2 separate regions of the Urocitellus parryii genome follow, and region 1 is linked to region 2. A link is a contact called in public Hi-C data. All regions are on one chromosome and are shown on one strand. The core of a region is the stretch at or near the end of the contact, and the rest is flanking DNA. Distances in the headings are between cores, read along the strand shown.

Region 1 (5,225 bases), core at 2,089-4,588, 200 kb before region 2:
GACCACACACACACACAAAAAAATTCCATGCCATGGAATGCTATTCAGCAACATAAAGGGATGAATTACTGACATATGCTGGTCATGTATGAAACTCAGAAACATTATGCTAAGTGTAAGAAGATGGAAGTGGACACTCTGTGGTGGCCTCTCATAGACCAGACTCTGCTTGCTCACTCACCTTGCTCCGCTTGCTCAGCAAGCATGTCTGACAAATCCCATATGGCTAAAAAGGAGCAATTCAGTAACTCAAAATGGAAAAGATAAATATGAGAAAAATCCTCCACCTTTCAAAGAAATGATTGAACAGGAGAAGCAAGCAGACAAATCATAAAGAGGTATACATGGCCAATATGCACTGTACATTCCAAGCAGTAACTTCTTATTTTACTTTCTTTAGCTGTTTACCTTTGTAAGATGCAAACAGGTTGAATCCAGTTTAAATGACTATGCTACCCCTTTTATGTCAAGAACTATTGGCAACTAATCCTAGCTCTTGCCTCTTCCATCTGCAGGTCCAGCTAGCAGGGAAGAAAAGAACTTGCTAGGTGGGAGGTCGGTGAAATCTAGAGTAGAATCTATGCTAACCCAAGGTGTTCTGCAGACTATAAATGCAGTTTAACAGGACCCATTTTCCTGTCATAACCCACGATTTTACTAAAAATAATAGACAATTGTTTTTTAAAAAAGAAGAAAAAAGAGACCATATATCACATGATTTCATTTATTTTAAATGTCTGAAAAAAGCAAATTTACAGAGACAGAATGTATATTGGTAGTTGCTCGGAGACAGAACAGATTAGCTGCAGATGGCCAAGAGGAATCCTGAGGGATGAAAATGTTCTAAAACTGATTTATGGTGATGATTGCACCACTTGGTAAAATTACTAAAAATCGTCATCAACTTGGATGAATTTCAAATGTAAAATTTATCTCAATTTAATAGTGGGTTTTTGTTAAGAGTCAGAAAACAATAGAGTTGCAAGGATTCACACGCTTGTATAGATGAAGAAAGCAAAGACCAAAGAGGTTATGAACAATTTGTTTTAAGATCTCCTACTTAGATCACAGCAAAACCAAAACAGGAAAAAAAAAAATCAAAATCTAGCCTCACTCTCCTACCCATTGTGTTATATCTACTGAAACCACTCAAGGAATTTTTTAAGACTATAATAATTACACAGAATTGATAGGTGTTATAGAAGCATCAAGATTTGAGAGTCAACAACTATAACTGCTTAAAATCTATAAACCATTAATAAATACATAATATATATATATATATAATATTTTTCAGAAAGAGCTAAGAAAATTCACTTATCATCCTCCAAAGCCATAAAAACTTGCTTTCAAAATGGCTGACAAAAAAAAAGAGACAATTACGCATTTTTTTTTCCGCTTTTCCAAAAGGAGCTAATATTTCAGGGCAAATAAATGATCCTAGTGTATGAAAGAAAGCATCTGCAGAACAAAAATTAATAAATGTAGATGGAATGAAAGAATGCAAAATTATCATTTTATAACCCTTAATAAAAATTATTCAGGCAAGAATTATGAATTGCTATCAAACCCATTCAGTGAATGGTTGATGAGAGAATTGGACATTTGTAGGAAACAAAAATCACACTGCACAGGTTAGTCTTTTTGAAGATGGAAAAAATACCACAGAACTTTACATGGAAGATCAAGCCTAATCCACAAATAGTCATTGTAAAACTATTTGTGATTGTTCAAATAAATGTGATTTCATGTAAAGTACTCAACATCATATAAAGGCTAAAGTCTTTATTAATTTGCCTATTTATAAGAAATACAGGAAATAGAGGTGAAATATGAACACCAAAAGAAAGTAGTCAAGTACAGAAGGTAAGATATTCCATCTCAGGCAATTAGCCTGGTCTTTTTAAAAAATCAGTTTAAAAATAAGTGTGTGTGTGTGGGGGGGCCGCCTGGGGTTGTGGCTCAGTGGCAGAGTGCTTGCCTCAAAGATAAATAAACTTAAAGAAAAAAGATCTCCCAAGAATAAAACAATTTTAAAAAATTGTGGGAATTGTGAACACTAACAATCAAAAGACTAAACCAGCGCATGCATGTAATTCCAGCCAGTCGGGAAGCTGAAGCAGGAAGATCAGGAGGATCGCAAATTCAACACCAGCCTAAGCAATTTAGTGAGTATGCTAAGCAACTCAGTGAGACCCTGTCTCTAAAGAAAATACAAAAATGAGCTGGGAATGTGGTTCAGTGGTTAACTGCTCCTGAGTTCTGAGTTCAATCCCAGGTACCCGCCTCCCCCCAAAAAAACTTTTAATTTTTAGATTAAAAGAGACGATATAGACAACCAAATATAAAGGTGGTCTTTAATTGGATCCTGGTTGGGAGAAAGCAGCTTCAACAGACAATCCGAAAATAACTCCAAATTTGTATAAGGAATATTAGACAATACTGAAATTTTGCCGAGTGTGAGGTTATTTTTTATTATTTTTGAGAGAGAATTTTAATATTTATTCTTTATTTTTCGGCGGACACAACATCTTTGTGTGTATGTGGTGCTGAGGATAGAACCTGGGCCGCTTGAGCCACATCCCCAGCCCACGAGTTTATTCTTTTTATACAGGAATATGTTTCATAGACATACAATGAACTAACTAAAAGATCTAGATGTCTAAAGGTCACTTCAAAATACTTCAAAGAATTAAATTTAAAATCCAAGCCTTAACTTCCTAATTCACTGCTGTTACCACTAAATGCTTGTTAAATATTCATAAAATATAACTACACAGAACTCTTGCACGCAAGAGTTGAGAAGTGACCTACAGGATTCCTTTAAAAAAAGAAAAATAGGCACTGTAAAGAAAACTCTGAGGTAACAACATAATACTGTTGACAACCCAATGAGTCATGAACAGAGAGCTTTGCCCAAAAAGGGCTAAAAACATCTAGCTTTCTTAAGGTACAGAGCAGGAAAATGTAGCTGTTTCAAATCACAGGTAACGCTTGGAGGCGGATGTGGCTCTTCTAATTGAAGAGGCAGCCCCCACCCAGAGCAAACCTCAATTATTACACAAAATCACTTAATCCTTTCTGATTTCACTGCTCCTTTTCAACCAGTCATGTAACTCTCAAATTGTGGTGCGGTTAGGGGACAGTATTTCAAAAACTCTTCTCCTTTGACTGGAGATGTGGTTCAGTTGGTAGAGTGCTTGCCTTCCATGCACAAGGTCCTGGGTTCAATCCCCAGCACCACCAAAGGAAAAAAAAAAGCTCCTCCCCTTAAGGGCTATCATCCCAAATTTTTCAAGGGGGGGGGGGGCGGGCCTTCAAATCTCAGTAGCAGGAACTGGGGCCCTTCCTCAGGCCCTGGAGAACGAACTGGCAATCAGCAGATCCCAGATTCATTTGCCACTTTTTTCTCCCCCTTTAAAACCATAGGGTGGCGCTATCCTCGCTCCTTCCCTACACTGGGGGCGTGGGGAAATCCACCAGTGCAGTCCGAGTGAAGGAGGTCCGCCTGGGGCCTCCTATAGGCTTCGTGGCCGCCGGGCCCCCCAAGGCCCTGCCCCGCCCCCCGCCTCTCCTCTTCGGGCACCTCCTGTGCAGGTTAGCCTGCAAGTCCCCCTGCTTCTCTTCAGCAATGCAATCTCAGAAATTCTTAATATTCTGGCAAGTGGGACCACTGAAAGAGACCCTGAAAGTGGGCACTTTGGCTCAAAAGTCCGCAACGCAGCAAGTAAGAAACGTGCAAAAAGAAGTCTCAAGATCTCTAGCACTCCGCCCAAGTTCTACCGCCTCGGACCAAGAATCTAGTGTCCCGATTTCCAGCGCCCCGCCCCCTCAATGCCCCTGGCTTCCGTGCGTCAGGAGTCACGTGCCGCGTCTCCCTTTCCCTACCGGCAACCCGGCGCATCCTCATTCCGGAAGTCGCGCTCATTCGCACCGGGCTCCTCCCACCACGGGTGACGTCAAACTCAGCTCCTACCACTGCCCAGCCTCCGCCTCCAGGCGCGGGGAGGGCTGTCGTTTCCTTACGGTAAGCCCAGCTACTTCCGGGCCCCTAGACAGTACCAGCGAGGGTTTTGTAGTTACAGATTGGGCAGGCCTTGGACGCGCGTGAGTACAGTTTGAAAGACCTACGACTCGCTATTTGCAGGCCACCTACATAGGGGCCTTTCCCCCTCTCCGCAACTTGTACTCCACTTGGTTCCGCCGAGACCCACGACGGTTCCGCCCCCTTCTTCCTTGTCATTGATGTTGTTGTTCTTGTCAGTGCCGCAGCCCCGACCGCCGGGAGCTCGAACCCGAGCCGGGGCCGCCCGAGTGGCGCGGTGGCGGCGGAGGCGGCAGCGGCTGCGGCTGCAGCAGCTGCGACGGCTACGGGGGCTGCTCCGGGGACTGCGGGGGCGGCCGGGAGCCGACAGCCGGCGGCGGGGCCGGATGGCTCTGTGCGGACAGGCAGCGGGCGCCGCGTCGCTACCTAGCGAGCTGATCGTGCATATCTTCTCCTTCTTGCCCGCGCCGGACCGGCTGCGGGCCTCGGCTTCCTGCTCGCACTGGCGCGAGTGCCTCTTCTACCCGGCTCTGTGGCCTCAGCTCCGCATCTGCCTCCGCGTCTCGCCCGCGGAGCAGCCCCGGCTCGAATTCCTCATGCGCAAGTGCGGCTGGTTCGTGCGAGAGTTGCGCGTTGAGTTCGCCGCGGAGAACTACCTGAGCGGAGGCGGCGGCCCTGGCGACGGAGGTGGCGCGGACTCGGGAACTGGAGGGGAAGAAGTCGAGGGCCTGCAGCTCTCCACCAGTTGGCTGGAAGTGCTGCGCACCTACTTGGAGCTGGTGCTGTGCGTGCTGGTCAGCATCCGGAACAACAGGTAGGTTTCTGGTGGGCCCAGTCCCCGCTCCCGACTGGCGACGGACCCCCTTCCCTTCTCCCCGAAATAGATTCTGTGGGACGCGCCAAGCTCGCTTCAGCCTTGCTTGTTTCAGTGAAGATGTCCGTTCTAACAGGACGATTTTCTTAAGGCAAGAGGGCATAATGGGACACTTTACAGCGATGGACTCAAGTGTTTTTCAGACACCACTCCAGGCACTGTCTCATTCATCCTCTTGGTGGAGGTGGGATGAGGCTGACAGGAGCTATCATTCTTCATTTCATACATGAGAGAGTCAGACTTGGAGGGTAAGGCCTGTGGGAGAAACAAAACATAACCCGGTTTTCAGACACTGAACCTTACCAT
Region 2 (5,292 bases), core at 1,913-4,412:
ACAGGTCATGGTCTTTGTACCAAAAATAGAAGTTCATTCAATATACAGCAACTCCCACCCCTGTCACCAGCTGAAAATACAACAATCTTAGAAAGTTTAATGAATTCTTACTTTATTTTAGGCTTGAAATTAAGTCTAAAGAGCTTTTAAGCTTTTTTTTTCTTTTTTAAACATGAATACTCTGGTAACTGAAATAAACAAAGCAAAGAAAATATTGCATAAATACCCTTTCAGTAGCAACAGTAGACTCTTGTTTAAATTTCTGAAGGGTGCCCATCAACAAGCCAAATATTCGTCGGTTCCTAAAAAGCAGAAAAAAAAATTCAACAGGATTTCATTAAACTTGCCATTTTCCGAGAGAAACTATGGACATTTGATAAATCCAACAATTTATGTGACAGATTTGCCCACTAGAAGCATTCTACAGATACCTTTGCTTTCCCTTTTCATCCATATTTTGATCCTGGATAAGGTCTCGACGTGTGCGTTCTTTGGAGGTAGCTACAACTGAAGACTGCAGCGCTGGCTGCAAAAAGAAAAAAAAAAAACCCACAAAATCTCAGAAATTTAACTAGCAGTAAAGTGAAAATACTATAGGGATAGCAGTAAAGTGAAAGTACTATATTAATTCTCTAATGTGTTCTTTTAACCTCAGTACCTTTTTAACATCATCATCTTCTGGGTCACTTTCTTGGCGTGATTCTCTTCTTGTCCGTCGCTCCCCGCCCAGCCTGCACAAAAAGTATCATTTAAATGACCACTGTAGAATTTGAGATAAGTGCATACTAATGGCAAATGCCTACTTTTTCTAGGACTCATCTCCAGAAGCCTCATTCTACCAGTCTCTATCCCATTTTACTCTTTCCTCTAGCAGTGAAAAATAAAGTACAGCAACTAATGTTCCAACCAATCTTGGATATTCTGTAACATCATCTTTTTTTTCAATAAAACTTGAGTTATCATTGAGTGTATATTTATTAATTTATTGGTATCAGGTATTGAACCCAGGGTTGCTTTACCTCTGAGCCACATCCCCAGCCCTTATATTTAGAGACATGGTCCACTGAGTTGACGAGGGCCTGGCCAAGTTGCTGAGGCTGGCCCTGAACTCATGATCCTACCGCCTTAGCCTCAAAAAATGCTAGGATTATAGGCATGTGCCACCGCTTCCTGAATAACTGTTTCTCTTTCTTTCTTTTGTAGTGCTGGGGATCAAACCCAGCACTTTTACATTTGAGGTAAGCACTCTATCAATTGAGCTATATCCCCAGCCCTGAATATCTGAGTTTTGAAGACTGTTGGCTGTCTTGGTTTGAATACTAAAGATCCTCAGTGGGAAGTGGTATACTACTAATCCTAATACAATTCAATTCAATAATGTCTATTAAATGTTTATATTTGTGTACCACTTCAGAAAGGAGAGTATACAAGAACGTTTTCAAGAATTTTTAAAAAGGTGGTACTAAGGCTTAAACCTGGGGTGCTCTACCACTGAGCTACATTCGTTCAATTTTTATGTATTTATTTTCTCAGTACTGGGGACTGAAACTAGGGATACTATACCACTCAATTAACATCACCACCCCTTTTCATTTCGATACATGGTCTCACTAAATTGCCCAGACTGGCCTTGAACTTTCCATCCTTCTGTGTTAGCTCCCTAGCTTCTGAGATTACAGGCATGTTCCCTCCCCACAGAGTAACCTTTTTTTTTTTTTTTTAAACATACCTACTGACTGCCCCTTCAAGGTCTCTCTGTTTGGCTGGGGGTCCTCCTCCACTATCTGAGAATCCACGCCTGCAATTAAAAATGTCCAATATAAAAGCACTTGAAATACAAAGACAGAACTGGTATTTCCACTTGCAAGAAAATCTGGTTGAATTAAAGAAAAAACAAAGTCTTTCCACTGAAGTAGCCTTAAATAAGCATTCACTCCAAAAAGCTCCCCCCCCTTTCTTTTTAGTACTGGGGTTTGCACCCTGGGCTTAGTGCATGCAGTAGGCAACATCCACCCCTCCAAAAGAGTTTTATATTACTTTAAAAAGTACAATTAAGTTTATATAGAACAGTAAATATACTCTTTAATCCCTAGCTGCACACACAAATGAAGATGCAGGATAACTACACAGAAAACTAGCATATCACAGCATTAAACAAAATAAAGATAACACAAACACTGTTATTCTAATATTTGCATGAATCTGGTTCAAATACATTAACATAGGAAGTACCAACAGTTACATACAGTACGAGTTTAAGTCTTAAGGAAATCTTACCTCAGCAATAAACTACCACGTCCTCTACCTCCACCAGGACCAGAAAGGGCCAGCAATCTGGCTTGGATGGGCCTACAAAAGATTTACAATCAATTAAAAAAAATCATATGTAGACACATCTAGGGCACTTTCACAGATGTGGTACATCACAGGGAAAAAAAATAACAATCGTTCTAAAATGACGGTTTAATATTCATGTATTTTAAAGCAGGTCGGGAAATTAAATTTCCTTCTTTTTCCAAAACCGCTCTCTCAGAATTTACACTGACTCGATGCCACCACACATTAACAAACCTGAGTCGGGCCCTAGCACGCCATCTCCAAGAAAGTGGCACCTATGTGCGAGGTAGCCGAGTGTGGCCCAGGTGGGTCTCCGGGCCAGGCCAGGCCGAGTGGCCGCGGCAGCGCGAATGGGCTTTGTGCTGTAGTTCCGGGCCTGCAGCGCCGAGGGCGGGAATCGGCAGTCCGGGCCTCCTCACAGGTCGGGAGGCCATCCTAGCGCTACCAGGCCTCCCTCTCCTCCCGCAAGTACCTAAGCCCAGCGCTCTACAGTGGGAGGCGGGAGGTTCCCCACCCCGCCAAGGACGGGGTTCTACCGCCGCCCGGGGAACAGGCCTGGATGTTCCAGCCCTTTCAGAGAGGACCGACCTCCCCGTCCCCAATTCACATAGACTTGAGATGCCTCTTCGAGCTCGCAGCTCCCGTTCGGCCCTTACCTCACGTCATTCGGGTCTCTCCCGGTGAGCTTGCGAATATTCTCATCCACATTCTTTAGGCTCTCTTTGGCCTTTTCTAGCTGTTCCTGCAAAGTTCTCACTGCGACCGCCATCTTCTCCCTGCAGCAGGCTTCGACGCTGCTCTATAGGCCGCGCCGAGCCGTGCCGCGCCGCGAGACGCGAAACGACTGACAGCCGGGTTCAGCCAATGATAATAGGCGTTGTTTTTTAGCCTCAACCACTCAGAAACCGGAAGGGGGAGAAGCTTCCAGCCTTTGTGACCCCGGGCCAATGAAAAGTCGGCAAGGCGGTCTGCTCCCTCCCCTGTTAGCTGCGGGTGGCTTGGCTCGGCTTCTAGCGCAGAGCCGGGGCGGGCTTGAGAGGCCCTGATTTTTCCGGGACGCGAGTTCGTGGTGCCGCAGTTCTGGCAAGGAGGGCGCGGAGCTTTCTATCACTTTTAGCTTGCGTTGTGACGTGCCTTAAATTGTTTTAACCACAAAATTATACTGAGCTGGGCAGAAGCTAGTCTACTTTGCCTCACCTGAAGGATTTAATTACGAAAGGGCGCGGCCATTATGTTGATGCGCATGCCCAGAGAGGAGTTGTGCGCACGCTTCCCTTGATTAAAGTGGGCGAAGCACAAAACGAATAGGAAGTCATTAGTCGTGATAGCTAACAATTGTGTAGGCTAGTTTTGTTGTGGACGCTCTGTGACAGGCTTTACGTACCTTCTTCCTCACAAATTAAAACCTTGGATACAATGCTTGTTATTATTGGGAAATTGAGATTGGGGGTTATGCCAGTCAAGAATCAGTCTGATTAGAACCTTTGCAAGGCTCTACTAAAGGGAAAAAGCGAGAGTCAGGCCGGTTCACCTGACCTTGAGCTTGTTGGTTTAATACATGATCTGGGGGAGCAGCCCTATTTGTGAAGTAACTGTCCTCCAGCTTCTGGTTCTGCCAACGTGGGAACTGGTTTTGCTCCAGAAATATATGTACAAATTGTTGCTGAGAAAATATTTCCCGGACTGAGGTGTGCCTGAGTGGTAGAACACGTGCATAGATGTGCTATATCTCGGTTCCATACCCAGCACCTCAAAAAGAAAAATCTGAAGTAGCTCTGTGGGAAGGAAAAGTGTGGAGTCAGATAATAAACATAAATTACATGACATGTTAGCAAGAAAGGTTACAGAAAAAAGTAGAGCTGGACCTGGTTTAGGGGTATGATGGCAATTACTTAATTGAATTGTGAGTATGGCCATGTCATTATTACAATACAGTTTACAACCTCAGGCAGTACCCAAGGGTTGAGAGTGGAGTAATAGGTTCTATTTTTTTCCCCCATAGGCAAATGCTTGTAGACTTAACCAAAAACTTGGGGTTCATATTTCTGCTTCCACACGATCTATTTTTAGGATCCTGGGCGATTTAACAGTCTGTTTTATAGAGACGATCAGTACAATGCTGTGTTCATCATTTAGTAGGTCCTCAGTACATATTACATTCCTTTGTTCTCCAATAGATTTTTTTTTTTTCCTTTTGGTACTGGGAATTAAACCCAGGTTGCTTTACCACTGAGTTACATCCCCTGCATTTCTTTTTTTTTTTTTTTTTAGTTGTAGATGGGCACAATATTTTTGTTTGTTTATGGTGCTGAAGATGGAACCTATGGCCCCACACACGTGGGAGGCAAGCACTCTACCACTGAGTATAACTCCAGGCAGTGCCCTGCGCTTTTAATTTCTATTTTGAGATAGGGTCTTGCTAAATTTCTTAAGCCCTCACTATGTTGCTCAGGCTGGTCTTGAACTTGGGATCCTTCTGTCTCAGCCTCCCAAATCACTGGGATTACAGGTATGTGCCACTGGCTTCTTCAAAACATTATGAAAATCTCATGTTTTTTTTTTTTCTAAAGAGAGAGTGAGAGAGGAGAGAGAGAATTTTTAATATTTATTTTTTAGTTCTCGGAGGACACAACATCTTTGTTGGTATGTGGTGCTGAGGATCCAACCAGGTCGCACGCGTGCCAGGCGAGCGCGCTACCGCTTGAGCCACATCCCCAGCCCTCATGTTATTGTTGTGTGGAAATCAGCCTTAATAAATTGGTTAACTGTTTATTTTTTGACCTCTGTGGTGGGCTTAGTTCCTTGATGGTGGTGAGAATTATCTGAACATAAAGGATCTGATTTCACATATAAGGAAAACTTTAATGCTGAAAACACTGAGATAATGGTGGCAAATAGTCTTCAAAATTACACTACTGTTCTCAAAAGCTTAGGTGGAAAAAAAAAGCTTAGGAG

The links. A called contact is a pair of places that touch in the nucleus more often than the background predicts.
Region 1: a contact with region 2 is called in a Hi-C map of liver, with 5 times the contacts expected there. The contact joins the promoter of Fbxo33 here to the promoter of Pnn in region 2. A contact is called at or near these places in 2 of 2 Hi-C or Micro-C datasets (liver and muscle).

Annotation. Positions count from the first base shown.
Region 1 is chr6:50,828,060-50,833,284 of mUroPar1.hap1, reverse strand. Fbxo33 (F-box protein 33) reads left to right here and starts at 3,338. Exons shown (of 4, transcript XM_026411331.2): 1 at 3,338-4,859. The coding sequence starts at 4,246. It overlaps Trnag-ucc (transfer RNA glycine (anticodon UCC)), which reads left to right and starts at 3,174; the gene lies at 3,174-3,246.
Region 2 is chr6:50,626,657-50,631,948 of mUroPar1.hap1, reverse strand. It overlaps Pnn (pinin, desmosome associated protein), which reads right to left and starts at 3,162. Exons shown (of 9, transcript XM_026411328.2): 1 at 2,994-3,162; 2 at 2,278-2,349; 3 at 1,730-1,798; 4 at 659-731; 5 at 432-526; 6 at 227-302. The coding sequence starts at 3,106.